2 separate regions of the Larimichthys crocea genome follow, and region 1 is linked to region 2. The links are chromatin contacts, called in public Hi-C maps. All regions are on one chromosome and are shown on one strand. Each heading gives the region's core, a stretch centred on a gene start, on an enhancer-like site or on the middle of the called end of the contact. The rest is flanking DNA. Distances are from core to core; before and after follow the strand shown. Region 1 holds the start of cdh15 (cadherin 15, type 1, M-cadherin (myotubule)). Region 2 holds the start of LOC104922731 (CKLF-like MARVEL transmembrane domain containing 3).

Region 1 (6,744 bases), core at 4,014-6,513, 200 kb after region 2:
GTAAATACATATTCAGAGCAACACAATGTGACCATCAATGCAGAGATCGTTATAGTGTATTGTGTTGTATCGTTCTGTGTGCACAATGTATACTGGTGCATGTTGAAAGGCGATTGTGTTATTTTGATTAGCAGACTGCACTTAACCGTCAGACTGTTGCACTGTGTGTGCTGTCTGTTGTTTTTCTCTTTAATATTTCACTCTCCATCCTCAGGGTCATCATTTGTTCTGTTCTTCAAACAGATCTCTTCTTATGAGACAGAACCCTCAAGCCCTTACAAGTTTCCTATCTCTCCTCACCGCTCAAGCTCTCGCACGCTTACATGGTGTAAGACTGCCCTCTGCAGGTGGACAAAGTCACAACATTGGATGCAAAAAGTAGAAAATACTGGAAAACAAAATACAAAGATTTGATGCCAGGAAGGCACACAGACAGGAGTCAACAGTCTAACTGGAAATATTATGCACAGAATGATATATATACTTTTTAATCTCCCATGTCCTAATCTGGGATACATATGAGCTACTTTAACTTTTTTTATTCATTCATATCTTGTTTTTTTTCTTGCAATTTTACACCTAAACTAAGAGAGATTGAGTATAATAGGACATTTGTGAATTTCTAAATAAATCCATCCATCCATTTTCCATAACTATTTATCCTCATCAGGGTGACTGGAGCCAGGAGCCGGGGCACACCATGGAGTTATTTCAAAATAAATGAATGTTTAACTATGTCCAAACTTTTTTTTCTATATATTATTATTATTGATGTTTTAGTTTTGAGGTTTTTTTTCAACAATTTTGCAACTTTTTGCAGAACTTGCAGCTTTAAAACATGCAGATCAATGACTCACACCTCTGCATTATACATGCACAAATTATATTAGTGCTTCGCGGTGCACTTCAAAGGGTGTCAGAGCTTTGGTCTAACTAGCTGCTTACTGAGAGGCTTTAATACTTTGTTGGCATTAGAATTGACTTCCTGTAAAGAGGCAAGCAGGTAAAAATAACCCTAGTGATACCACTAACCCTAAATCAATAGGTGAGTCATAAATAAATATAGTAATAAATTAGTCCAGTTTTATTGGCTCTCTTGTCAGTAGAGGTATTTATATGTAAATGCCTTGTTAAACCAAATACGGCACTAGTATAGGTTTCATCCTGTGAAAGTCTAAATAACACTTACAGTGGAGACTTGTCCATTTGGAGGTGTTTCTTCATCAGGAAAAAAAAAAACAAATAATATTTATTAACTTTACAAAGTTGAATATTGATTAACATATGTCACCCTGACTAAAAATAATGCAAAAGTCATCAACAGCAGATTTCCAGATGGCTCACCACTGTGAAAACCAAGTACAGGTTTCCTCTCTCTTCGCCTCCCTCCAATATTCATCATTAATAGTGTTACTGTGTGCCTGGTGAGCCAGACAGCTACCAGGTTGGGTTCCTTATTTCCTGATCAGTGGGGCTCCTCCTGCGTGTTCAGAAGAATATTGTGTGTCGTGATCTGACTGCAGCTTCAAGAGCGCCACAAGTCTCCTTCACTATTAACGCCTCAGTGGGACCCTGCACGAACAAGCCTTTGAATCTCACTTCTTCATGTTCTTCTGGGTCTGTCAACTTTGAGTTACGGCAGAAAGATCAAAGTGGTGCAGTGTGCAAATGTTGTTTTTGCATGTCATCTTTTTGATTAGAATTATCTTGTACTCAAGTGTTGTTTTTAATATACGCAAGATTTTTTTTTTTTTTACAAGATAAAATCATTGAGATGACATCTCAATGAGACAAATGTCACATTCAAAAAGATCCACTCTGCTGTTCACTTTGTAGCATTTTTCAGCTCATTGTTTCAGTTTCATGGCCTGCAATTTAACTCTTTTAGTTCACTTGCATCGCTCTATTTGAGTTTTCCGTCAGGCTAACAGAAACCTGACTCCAAACTAGTGAAATGATAATATGCAGTGGTGGAAGACACATTTAGATCATTTTACTTTTAGGTAAAAGTAGAAATAGTCTTTAAATACTCAGTTACAAATAAGTCCTACTTAATGTTTTCATTTGTCAAAGAGTAGCCAATATTAGACACATTATAGCACTGCATCATACAGTATTTTATACATTTCTCAGATGTTTAGCATGTAACACTTTAATTTGAAAAGTGACTAGTAACTGAGTATAAGAAGAAATTACATTAAAAATATATATTAAAATTTTATTTAAAAACATGAAACTTCTTTCTGAAATGTAGTAGAGTAGAAATATTAAGTCGTATTAAGTAAAAATGGGTCCTTTCACTCCACCACTGATACAGCTTGTTCTGCTGCCCCCATGTGGCCAGAACATCAATTAGTTCCTCTAAATAATGAGCATACTAAACAACCAGGAAGGTTTATGCATTTAGTTTAATAATGCAGTGATTAAATCCCCAACTCAAGATCATTAAACATAGTTTCCATTATGGCTACACCCTTGTTTAATGTAGTTGCAGCCTGTCCGCCTCTGACTTTGTGTGTGCTGTTATTTCTGCCAACAGTGGGCAGCAGAGTGCTGTCTCTGAAACTGCACACACAGAGTTTGGATATGGTGTCAGTTCTTCTTCAGCATCACCTTTGAGCCTGGCCTTCTTTATATAAAAGAAACATCTGAAAACATTGGTCTAGATTATCAAATGACCAAGCTATGCTCTTTGTCTGCATGCAGTCTGCTAGGGAAGCCTGTTGTTGGGGAAGTGTTTGTGTGTGTGTGAGGGCAGTGGGTGGGGGGATGGAGGAAAGGAAACATCAGGACGGCTCCTGCCAACTGCCTCTGCCTGAAATGACAGAGACAGGTGCTGTAAAATCACCCCTTTATACCAGAACCCTCTCTGTCTCACACACACACACACAGTCATGGACACAGTGACACATGCCGGCACCCACTCAACACGCACAGTCCGCCTGCCAGCACATTATTTTTTTGCTCTACTTTCTAGCATGAGAGACTGTAGCATCAACGATATCTGTGTCTCCTGGAGTTTCATTCATGCAGTTGAGTCATTGTTTATAACTGTGGTACTTAATGTCCATGTTAGTCTAAACTTTTGTTGTTTTTAACACGAATCATATGACCTGCAAGCACAGGAGTATCTCTTTAGTGAAGAAGAAGCCAATGTGGTCCAAGGTTGTTTACCTTCTAAAGATCCATATCGACCTTTAACCTGTGAGAAGACTTGCTGATGGGGTGTTGAAAGTAGCGTTGAGGAGATCTGGACTCCTTCCTCCCCCCATGTCTAACTGTTCCTGCTGGTTGTGTCTCCCCTGAGAACATCTAACCAACAAAGTAAACTTCTCGCTCTGTTTTCCCTTCAAAAGTGGACAAGCACTTCTTCCTGCAGCAGAGGTGCTCGCCTAAAATCAGTCATCAGTCATGGCAGTGTTTCAGTCAAATTTTAAACATAACAGACATGGCAATCTCTGCTTTGACATCACCCATGGAGCACCATATATCTTCATCTTCTGATTTGACAGTGTTCAAAATAGCTGGAGATCAAAGAGTTCTGACTGAATGTTCTGAATGTGCGAGGGCACGACACGGGCCGCACCGGACAGGGAGGTTATGTATGCGGCCTTATGGCATCAAGGTTTATCCGGACAAGAAGGATTCGAGAAGAAAACAAGTGCTAAGCTACTTAAGACTGTAAACACAAGAGTATGCTGTGCTGTCAAGGGGGGGGGGGGCTGTCGATGAAAAGAAAAAATGTTTTGCTATTTTCTTCTCAGTGTGGCAGCAGCAGATGTCAAAAGACACTCAACAGATCAGCGTGGTTCGACATCATTAGGTGTTTTAACAGAAAAACAGAGAGTAGTCCACAGTTGTAACTTATTAGTCTGGACTGGTGTACATGGATGTGTAATTTCATTGTCAAGAAAGCAGTGCAAAAGTGACAGAGGTCTTCCTTAGATGTATTCATTGGTAGAATAGCTCACTCTTAAAAGTTTATACATGGCTCATTCACAGTGAACAGGAATGTTAGTGGACTCCAATGACAACCCAACATCTCAAACCATTCCAACCAATAATCACTTTACCAATAAATTTCGAATTTACACTTGATCTTGCGATGCCATTGGCTCCCAAGCTGATTACAGCTACCTTCTTCCACTAAGAATCAAACTGTAGTCTTTTCAAAGCCAGATTTTATGACTACACTGGCTAAAAAACTCAAAAGATACATTTCTAGTGCATTCCTTCAATAATTCAATATCCCTCCATGTTAACTGTAAAAATACAGCTATATATACCTAAATATAAGTATAATAAGGCTTTTACAGTAGAAAATGGTCAAACCATGACAGTAAAAGACTGTAAAATATGCCATGAAGTATGACCATGACAGTAAAAGACTGTAAAATATGCCATGAAGTATGACAGTGTTTTTCTGTATACATTAAACACGGTCAAAACCTTTATTTATATGCCATTTTATGTGAATTTATACAGAATAAAGTAGTATTGTATATTAGAGACTTAAGTGTAAAGTAAAAAACCATAATATTTAAAAACGTATTTTACGGTCTTTTACTGGCATGGCTTGGCAGTTTTTCATCGACATTTTAATAAAACGCCAACCTTATATGTGAAATCAACAGTACTGATATCAATGTGGAGTGTGGTTCTAGGGTCAATATCTTTTGCTGTTTTAACAGAAAAACGGAGAGTAAATCCACAATTGTAACTTATTATTCTGGGCTGGTGTACATAGATGTTTGCTTACAACTATAAAGTGTAATTTCATTGTCAAGAAAGCATCTTCGCCTTAGATATATTCATAAGTTGTAGAATAGTTCTGATATTTGTATGTGTATGAAAGTCCTTGGGGTTTAAATTATTAGTAATTTTATATTTCCATTTTTCAGGTTTTATTCATGGACTTTCTTTTCGGACTTTCTTTTCTCCCTCTTTGAAGCACTGTTGTTCAAAAAACTGTTAAATAAAGTTTACTGACTTACTTGCTCTCTTTTAACTGGTGAAGACACAGTTTCTGTCTACACCGCCAACAGCTGCCCTGCTTCTCTCTTCATCTCTCTCTCTCTCTCTTCATCTCTCTCTCTCTCTTCATCTCTCTCTCATCAGCCTTTGAGTGACAGCACATGTGTTGGGGGGTACATGGGAGGGCCGCTGCTGAAATTCTAACCCCTTACCCAACGACTGTGAGACATACCCCAGTCATGGACAGGGAGGAGCTGTGAGAGACAAACGCTGAGAGAGGAACGGAGGTTGAGAGAGAGGGAGAAAGAGACCGCAAGTGCAAGAGGACAGAGAGAAGGAAAGAGAGGGACAGGCTTCAGGGTTGGGGTGTGTGGCCTTTTTGCCTAGTAGAGTCACTCAGGAGCCCAGTTCTTAGTAGAGGAGCTTCAGATCTTTCAGTCATCAGAGGTCTGGTCAGACTGAGCTTCTGGGTGCAGGTACTGAGGATGGCGGTACGGATGTTGATGGTGTGTGTGCTGGGCACACTGCTTTGTCAGGTAAGAAAAACCATCTCTTCATAGCTGCTGTCGACTAAAATGAGTAAAATATGCAGTTTTAGAGCTTTTGTGTTTGTTTTATGTGTTCTGTATCCAGTGAGACTCTAAATATAAAAAGTTAAAGTTGTCTTTATCAAGTTGATTGCAGTGTCTAATGGAAGTTTTGTGGGATTGTTAGGCTGTTACAGGTACTCCACTTGTACTTGAGTTGTACCATGTGATACTGCCTGCCTCTCTTACCCTGCTTTATGCATCTTGATTCAGCGTACCCCCAAACCTTTGCCCAAGAACTTTTTACTTCTGCCCCCCCAGAGTGTGATCATGTTTAGAGAATGACCTTTAGCTGCCCCGCTCTTCAAATATACAGTTTATGTCTTTACCTGAGTGATGTCACTGATTTTCATCAATAGAGGCACTAAACTGGCTCTGCAATCAGAGGTCGTAGCAGATCTAAACATTTCAACCCAGTTGGAAAGAGGATGATGAAGTGTTTTGAGGAGGACGAGAGTCCAGATGTGTACAGAGGGCTCAGGGCATCATTAGTAGCTCCTGTCGGCAGACGCCATCGTGAGATCTAAAATGGATGACAATGTAAACTGACATATTACCAACAGCACTTCCAACCACCATCAGTCTTTCCCTCTGTTTGGAGTAGTAATGGAGCCCAGGTTGGGAGGCTGAGTGAATTGGCCTCCAGTGATTCTTGCTGTATAATTCATTGTTAATGTTGCAGATGTTATATTGCTGTGGAAAACAATAATTCAGAACTCAGTGAGGTGTCCCTGACCTTGTCCATTGGTAAAAGTTTCTGCAAAGTTCTACAAAGATCCTTTGTGTCTAAGTCTTCATCACAAATTGATTATTGTTATGAAATTATTATTAAGTTTTTGTGGTTCATTTTCATATTCTTTGGCAAACTGATTTTGGAAAAAAACACTTGTCTCTTTTCAACATGGGCGTAATTGATCACTGACATAGCCATGAGAAAAACAACTGTTTGTCACAGTGATGTCAATGCCCCCAATGACAGGATGCCATCAGGACTTCTGTAATAATTTTACTTATCATCTTACATATAGACATAGATAAATAATCCCCTGAATGACTTGAAAATCCTGTCAACCCTGAAGCATGACACCACCCCAGTCCTCAGGCTGGAGGTAGATATCGGAAAACTACTTAAGCTCTGTGTGGTAACGCTGTGGGTTTAAATTGCACCACTTCAAATGCCAGA
Region 2 (6,793 bases), core at 1,040-3,539:
ACACGTGTGCTTTGAAACATCACGAAAACATCACAAAACATCCTGAGGGCCGCAAACACATTACATACCGAGCTAAGAATTCTGACAATCCTTAGCTTCTCAGTTTATGCCACATAGAGAGACAGCACACTTTGCGCATGTTTACTACACTGGGTACCCTTTTATTAGCAGCTTGTTTTCATTTTGAAAACATTTCAAACGCTACAGAAATCTGCCTTTCGCAGCACATTAAGTGTGCTGTGATTTCACATTCCTTATTGGGCCTGCTGCTGGCTGAGACTGAGAATCCTAATGAGAAATACACGGTGGTCTGACACACTTTGTATAATAATGCATGCTCAGCAGGATATGTGTCTGACTAACACTGCCAAGAATGGTAAAGCTGTGGGCTGCGCTCTCTTTGGAAGACGCACAGTTGAGTTCGGTGACTGTTGGCTGATAAACAACAAGTGTAAGCTTAAAAAATTACAATGAGACTATCTCACTGTATTCCAAGAACAGCTTCACAGCTACAGCAGGGAGGCTGCACACCAATAAATACCAAGAATATGAATAATGGTTAAACCTACTTTACACTCAAAGATAAAACCAAATGAATCCCAATTTACAAATGTGGCACACACACATGTACTGACACATCGCTTGTTGTGATGTTATGCAATTTAGTTTGATTACAACTTAAATGACAGCCGTGTTTGCTGTGTGGATATAACCTCTTCCTGTGGTGCGGTGTTGTGCTAGAGGTGGGTAAATGAGTTTCTGTCATTGATCTGAAAATAGGTGAGTAAACTGTTGAGATCACTGTTGCGTTTCTGTTTTTAACCAAGCTTCATGTTATCTTTCCTAAAAGAGTTTTGCAGATGGACTTTATTTTTAGGCGAGTTGGCTCAGCTGACAGAAACCCTGCACAGGATATATCACAAATGCGGTAAAGCTTTGAGTCTTACCAGTCTACTCTAAGTTTAATCCAGGTGTGCACTCTCACCTACACAGATGTAAGAGGACACACTTCTGCTGTCTGGAAGCCGTCAAGGCTGCTAGGGTTTTTAGTTCAGTTCTGCAAGCGTTTTTGCCTCGGGGCTGAGGATCACAGTCACATTGTTAAAAAGCAGTAAAGAGACTGTATTGTGTGGTGTGTGTGTGTGTGTGTGTGTGTGTGTGTGTGTGTGTGTGTGCGGGAGGCTGACTGTGCTCCAGGCTACGTGTTATTGTAACAGAGTGAAGGATGTGACTGTGGAGAAGATGACTGCTGAATGTCACATGATACAAATGAGAGAGTTGAGTTCATGCAGCATTCTTTTTACACTGTTACTGCAAGAAGACTCTTTCATGCAAGTGATGCATTACGTTAGAGATCTGCAGAACACCATTCAGCACTAACACCATCTCACAGACACACACAGATAGTCTTTCAGTTCCTGGTTTGTTAGAATAGACTTAAAAAGTGCATAAAAAAAGGGACTTCTCTATAAAGTTTAGCAGTAGTTGGTTAAATTGATTCAGCGCATACTGACACAACACTGAGAGACAGAAAGAAGCCTTGGTCCTTATTTAGCCTGATCTCCAGGGAGCTCTTAACAATGAATGTCTTCGTGCGTCGTGCCCATGATCCAAAAGTTTATTCCAAGTTTCAGAAGTTTACCTCACTTTGCTGTAAACCCTCACTGCTCCTCCCTTTACTAATGGAAACCTTGTGACGGGAACTGGCTGACCTATATTCAAAATGACAGTGAAACAATCTATTCATGTTATTTATAAGCATGCATTGAAGCCACACATTGCTACCGCTACTATAACTGTTAGATAAGAGAGAAGTCTCCAAAACGCAGCGCGCTTTGACTTTTGTGCGCACCAGGGCGAAACAATGGCACAAGGACAGTTTCATTTGTTTCACAAGTTATTCCTCTGCTCATTTCTTACCACTTCACCAATGAGCAGCATGCCTTTCCTTGAGGTGGCGAACTCCTTGCTCGGAAGAATAGACATTAGGACAGTCTGGCGCGGCCGATTCGAGTCGGGAGCCTCGATGTCCCCCATGGTTCGCAAAAAAAAAAAAAAAGATTTTAACTCTCAAAGTTCAGATAGTCCAACAAAAAGTCCACGCAACGTAACGGATTATGGACAAAACCAAAAAAAAAAAGTTAGTGAGAGAGAGAGAGAGAGATATGTGGAGGCGTGAGGCTTCTCGGAGGTGGAAACGGAAACAATGACAGCGCGGAAACGCAGAGCGAGCTCCAAAAAAGCGCAACATCTGCTTTCTCCAGATGTGTAATGCGATGCGCCTACCCCACCCACACACCCCCCAGCTGCACACAGCACAATCCCGAGTGGAGTAGAAATATCCAACTGATGATGTCACAAGACAAAGAAAGATTTTCATTGGCATGTGTGGTTTTATGACAACTTTTAATATCTATAAAGCATATTTTATAACACAAACGCAGATTTGAAATACAGCTGGAATCATAAATATGATAACTGGTACCCTTTGATTTTTGACAAAACAAACAAACAAACAAACAAACAAAACAAAAACAGGCTTGCAATGACCTTACTCTGAGATCATGGAAAAATCATTTTTAAAGTTGTTATTGTTGACAAACAATAATATTATACTGTATGACTTAACTCTAATTGATTTGGTCATTGTTGGTTTGATTCTGGGTCTCACTTCTTGGCTTGTTCAATGTGATGTTCCTCCAAAGCATGTAGGCATCTGCACACAGAAGCCCAGCTGACAGGAGGCCAAATATCTGCAAACAGATGAGAGAGCAGATGTCAAAATAAATGCACGCTGCAGAGACAAAAGCTTCATCTTCAAGAAGACTTCATATTGTTGGGCTGCGGCTCATGTACCCAGATAAAAGCACTGTTTGGATATTTCATTTTATTGACAGTGTATAGTGGGGAAACTCAAATCCACACATCAAAATTGGCCCACACAGCTGAGATTGCAATTATAGATTAAAGAAATATTTCTCACCCCTCCAACCAGTGTGCCTGTGACAGTGTATGTAATCACAGCTATCAGGCTCAAGACAATAAAGTAGACTGCTGCAAACGCTGAATTGAGAAGATCCTGAAGAGAAAAAAAAAGAGAAGACAACATGGACGGTATATTCTCTTTAGTACAAGGTCTTAAAAAGTGTGTAGGATGTTATATTATTATATTATGATGTAAAACTTCACTCACAACAAAAGGCCAAAAGAAGAAAGTCAGCCTCTTGTGGAGTTTGAGGACATACAGCAACACCAGAAATAAAGTGAGCAGAAACTCTATCACTGTGGCTGCAATGTACTTTGGTGTGGATGCTACAGTGAAACACACAAACGCCAGAAAAAAGGCCACCTAAAGCAGAGAAAGAGACACAGTAGGCAGAAAAAGTGTTACTGCAATAGTGGAAAATATTAATTCCAAAACTTCATTCTCATATTAACAAATGATTGAGTTTTTGCACAGCTCTGTGTCACTCATTGCCCATTCTTTATGTTGCATATTCTGGTTTATGTAGAGAAAGAGGAAGCAATGTTTCCACATCAGATTTTTTTCTGATCCAGTTACACTTTTAGCTTTTGAAAATGCTTTTGGCATTTTAATATGGGTCACTGCTGTCAACTGAGCAGTTCTACTAACACTGTTTACTAAAGTGTACAGAGAACTTGTCATGCTACTTTGTTGTTGTTTCACTTCTGTTCCTCCGTTCTGTCACACCTAACTGCCGCCACACTTCTGTCACAAAGTTAAACATGTTTCCACTTTTGGTGATGTGCAAATATTCTTACCATCTCTGCCACTTTCACGATCCCCCTCTTGGATTTGAGAAAAGCAGTGTCCACATCAATGGTTGGATTTGTATTTTCATACTCTGACATGATGGTACGTTTTCATTTGGTAAAGACAGCTCACTCTGTCTGTTTCCTGAAATGAGCAATTTCCTTTCAGCAACGTCGGAAATGGCTGTTTTGAAATAGGTGTAATATTTCCATACACCAGCAGCGGCCTGACACATGCACTGAAAAAGCTACAGTAAGTAAAGTATGTGCTGTGACTTTTACTGGAAGAGATTCATCAGGGTCAGTGATCTGTCAAACTGAAAAGTTATTTTTAGTGTTTTTGTTAATTTTATTTGTAAAAAGGAAGCTCAGGTAGAAATATTATATACACTTTGATATTATGTTTGATATAACACAATTGTGTAACTTTTTTATCATAAATAAACAGATTTAAAATCATTTTGATGCTACACTGACTTCAGGTGAATGGTGGCTCTGTCATTCTCACTCTGCGTATGTTCTTTCACTAACCTTGTGTGCTGGGTACGATCACCTGTGATGTGATAAGTATGTAACTCTTTGTAGCACTCATTCACACACCACCAACTATTTCACTGATTTTGGTGAAACATATTTTATGGTGCAAATGATTTCTGTTTTTTCCTCTGATGGCTGTTCAGGATCAACTCTCTGAGTACCGGGAGAGTGCCGGAATTTCGACAGGGAACGAAGCCAGTGTTGTGCCAGAACCCGAGCTGGGCAAGCGGGCAATCTAACTGGGCTCAGCAGCCTCTATGAACATAATGACAGCTATGATTTATCCATATTTACCACATTAGTATTGAGCAAAGATACTATGTTTTCCTTTGGAAAACACCACAATGAATAAATCAGCTGCAGTAATGTCACAATGTTCACAACAATAAACTATCAAAGGTTTTAGAGTTTATTTATTGAATTCATAGTGAAATGATGATGACTGTCAGGCATTTTAAGAGTCATTAACAGAAGTGCAGTAAATTTGTGTATGTACACATAATGTATGCATTATGAATGTACCGGATCTACGGTGTAATAAAAATAGTCATGCCACATGTAATAAAAATAACGTTTTTATTAAAAATCACATGTTTTGCAGTAAGGATACAAATTTAATTCAAAGAATCCAGCATAGTACTTCATTACTTTAATGTTTAAAATAAATACATTTCCCTATCTGATCTACTTCACTAAAATTAGTCCGAAGTGGCTCTTGCAACATTTCTTCAGAAACTGTTGCCTCATTAATCACAGCTGCAAAATCTATTTATATAATCAATGTATGTTGTTATAGCAACATATTTCCCTTGGTCCCACATCCTTCTCTTAAACATTGTAAATACACCATTTTACAAATAGATCCGAAAAAAGATATTCTTAAAAAAAAAAAAAAAAACATGGTAGTTTGCAGTTCATGTAGAAAGGCACATCTTCAGGTTTTGTTTCTTCATTTTTTGTTCTCAGTGTGGCCAGTCACACTTCCAGGGCTGAGACTTTGGCACTTTGAGACACTTCCTCAACTTCTCACAACCTGCAGGCGCCCAGTTCTGTAACAGAGAGAGGTCAGCACAGGAAGTACAAGAATATGAAGTTATCAAAAGATGTTTTATTGAGCATCAGATCAATTTGTGTCCTGTTCTGTGCCACGTCTCAGGCTATTAGGTAGCCACAGTTTTCTGTCCTGTGTTCTTACAGAGATAGTTCTGTTTTTTTGTATTGGGATGCATGAGGCGCTCACACCTAATCAGTGTGTTAACTACAGTAGACAGAATAGTACAGAAGTCCCAGCACAGAAGTAGCACTGCAAACCAGAACTGTCTCTTTAATAGTTCTTTCCCCCTGGCTTTGCAATAACTGGTACCATGTGTCAGTATTCTTCAAATACTGTCCAATCAAAGGTTTATTTTACTGGAGCAAAGGTGTCATGGAATGTTAAAGCTTCATAAAGTGCTAGATTATGTAACTGTATCATATTTAGTCAAATTCATTTTTAAAACCTGAAGATTAGATTGACCTTTTTTTTTTATGCTGCACAATTGTTGTCAGTGAGAACCTCTTAAACATTTATACCTGGTATTAAATTTATTATATAAAACTTACAAACCTATGAATATATTTTAGTTTCTTCCAAATGAAAAACAGAACTGTAAAGCTTCATATTGCTTCATTTCAACGACATGGGATGAGACAAATTGTGTTTATTTCCTTCATCACAAGGGGGCAGCGCTACGTCACAAATGAATCCATGGCCCTGCTGTTCACAAGCTCTGATGCTCGAGACGACAAAGCCACTGCTCAATTTAGCTGCGTTAAATCATAATAAAATCTTTTTTTGTCTCACGAAAGCAGAACACAAACACACAATCATTAGGAAAAGTAAAACGTTAAGGTGAAAACAAAATACACTTCTGGATTTCTGGAGCGAGATAGTAACAGTGAGAGCGCAGATGAGAGGGAATACAGATAGCTAGATAGCAAATGAGAAAATTAATTCTTTCATAAAGGCTTTATCAATTTCTCTTATGCATTAATTTTTCTGATGTGTCAGTGTGATGGAGAGAACAGAGCGATAAGGTGCAAACACGCCTCACTTTAAGGGCTGCTGGCCCAAAAGAAACACACAGTATCTGCTGTGAGAACTGAACCGGCTTTGGTCCGCTGCCTCCGGATGTAGTGGGAAAAACCTCACAACAACAAAACCTTTCATTTCAAAACATGACTATTTTTTTGGCAATACAAATTTCACCATAAAGTATATTTGTTTATGTTATGTAAATCTCACCATCACAGCCACGTCACACATGTTGAGCTGGGGAACACCGGGCACCAGAGTCTTCTTATGCTGATCCACGATGGGAGAGATTCTGCTCAGCACATCCTGATACTCTTTAGTCAGAACGCTGCAAATGAACAGTGCATGTGGTCAGTAAGGCTGCAACTGACAATACATTTCATTATCTAATATTTCCTTTGTCAAGGT

The links. A called contact is a pair of places that touch in the nucleus more often than the background predicts.
Region 1: a contact with region 2 is called in a Hi-C map of muscle, with 4 times the contacts expected there. The contact joins the promoter of cdh15 here to the promoter of LOC104922731 in region 2. A contact is called at or near these places in 5 of 7 Hi-C or Micro-C datasets (all in muscle).

Annotation. Positions count from the first base shown.
Region 1 is chrVIII:10,556,415-10,563,158 of L_crocea_2.0, forward strand. cdh15 (cadherin 15, type 1, M-cadherin (myotubule)) reads left to right here and starts at 5,264. Exons shown (of 14, transcript XM_019253915.2): 1 at 5,264-5,510. The coding sequence starts at 5,460. The region is part of intron 13 of acsf3 (acyl-CoA synthetase family member 3); the gene reads left to right.
Region 2 is chrVIII:10,363,364-10,370,156 of L_crocea_2.0, forward strand. LOC104922731 (CKLF-like MARVEL transmembrane domain containing 3) reads right to left here and starts at 2,290. Exons shown (of 5, transcript XM_010735649.3): 1 at 1,921-2,290. The coding sequence starts at 2,037. cklf (chemokine like factor) reads right to left here and starts at 3,937. Exons shown (of 4, transcript XM_010735661.3): 1 at 3,784-3,937; 2 at 3,194-3,349; 3 at 2,984-3,079; 4 at 2,365-2,753. The coding sequence starts at 3,873. The coding sequence ends at 2,631. LOC104922746 (N-acetylgalactosamine-6-sulfatase) reads right to left here. Exons shown (of 10, transcript XM_027281782.1): 9 at 6,596-6,713; 10 at 4,871-5,360. The coding sequence ends at 5,274.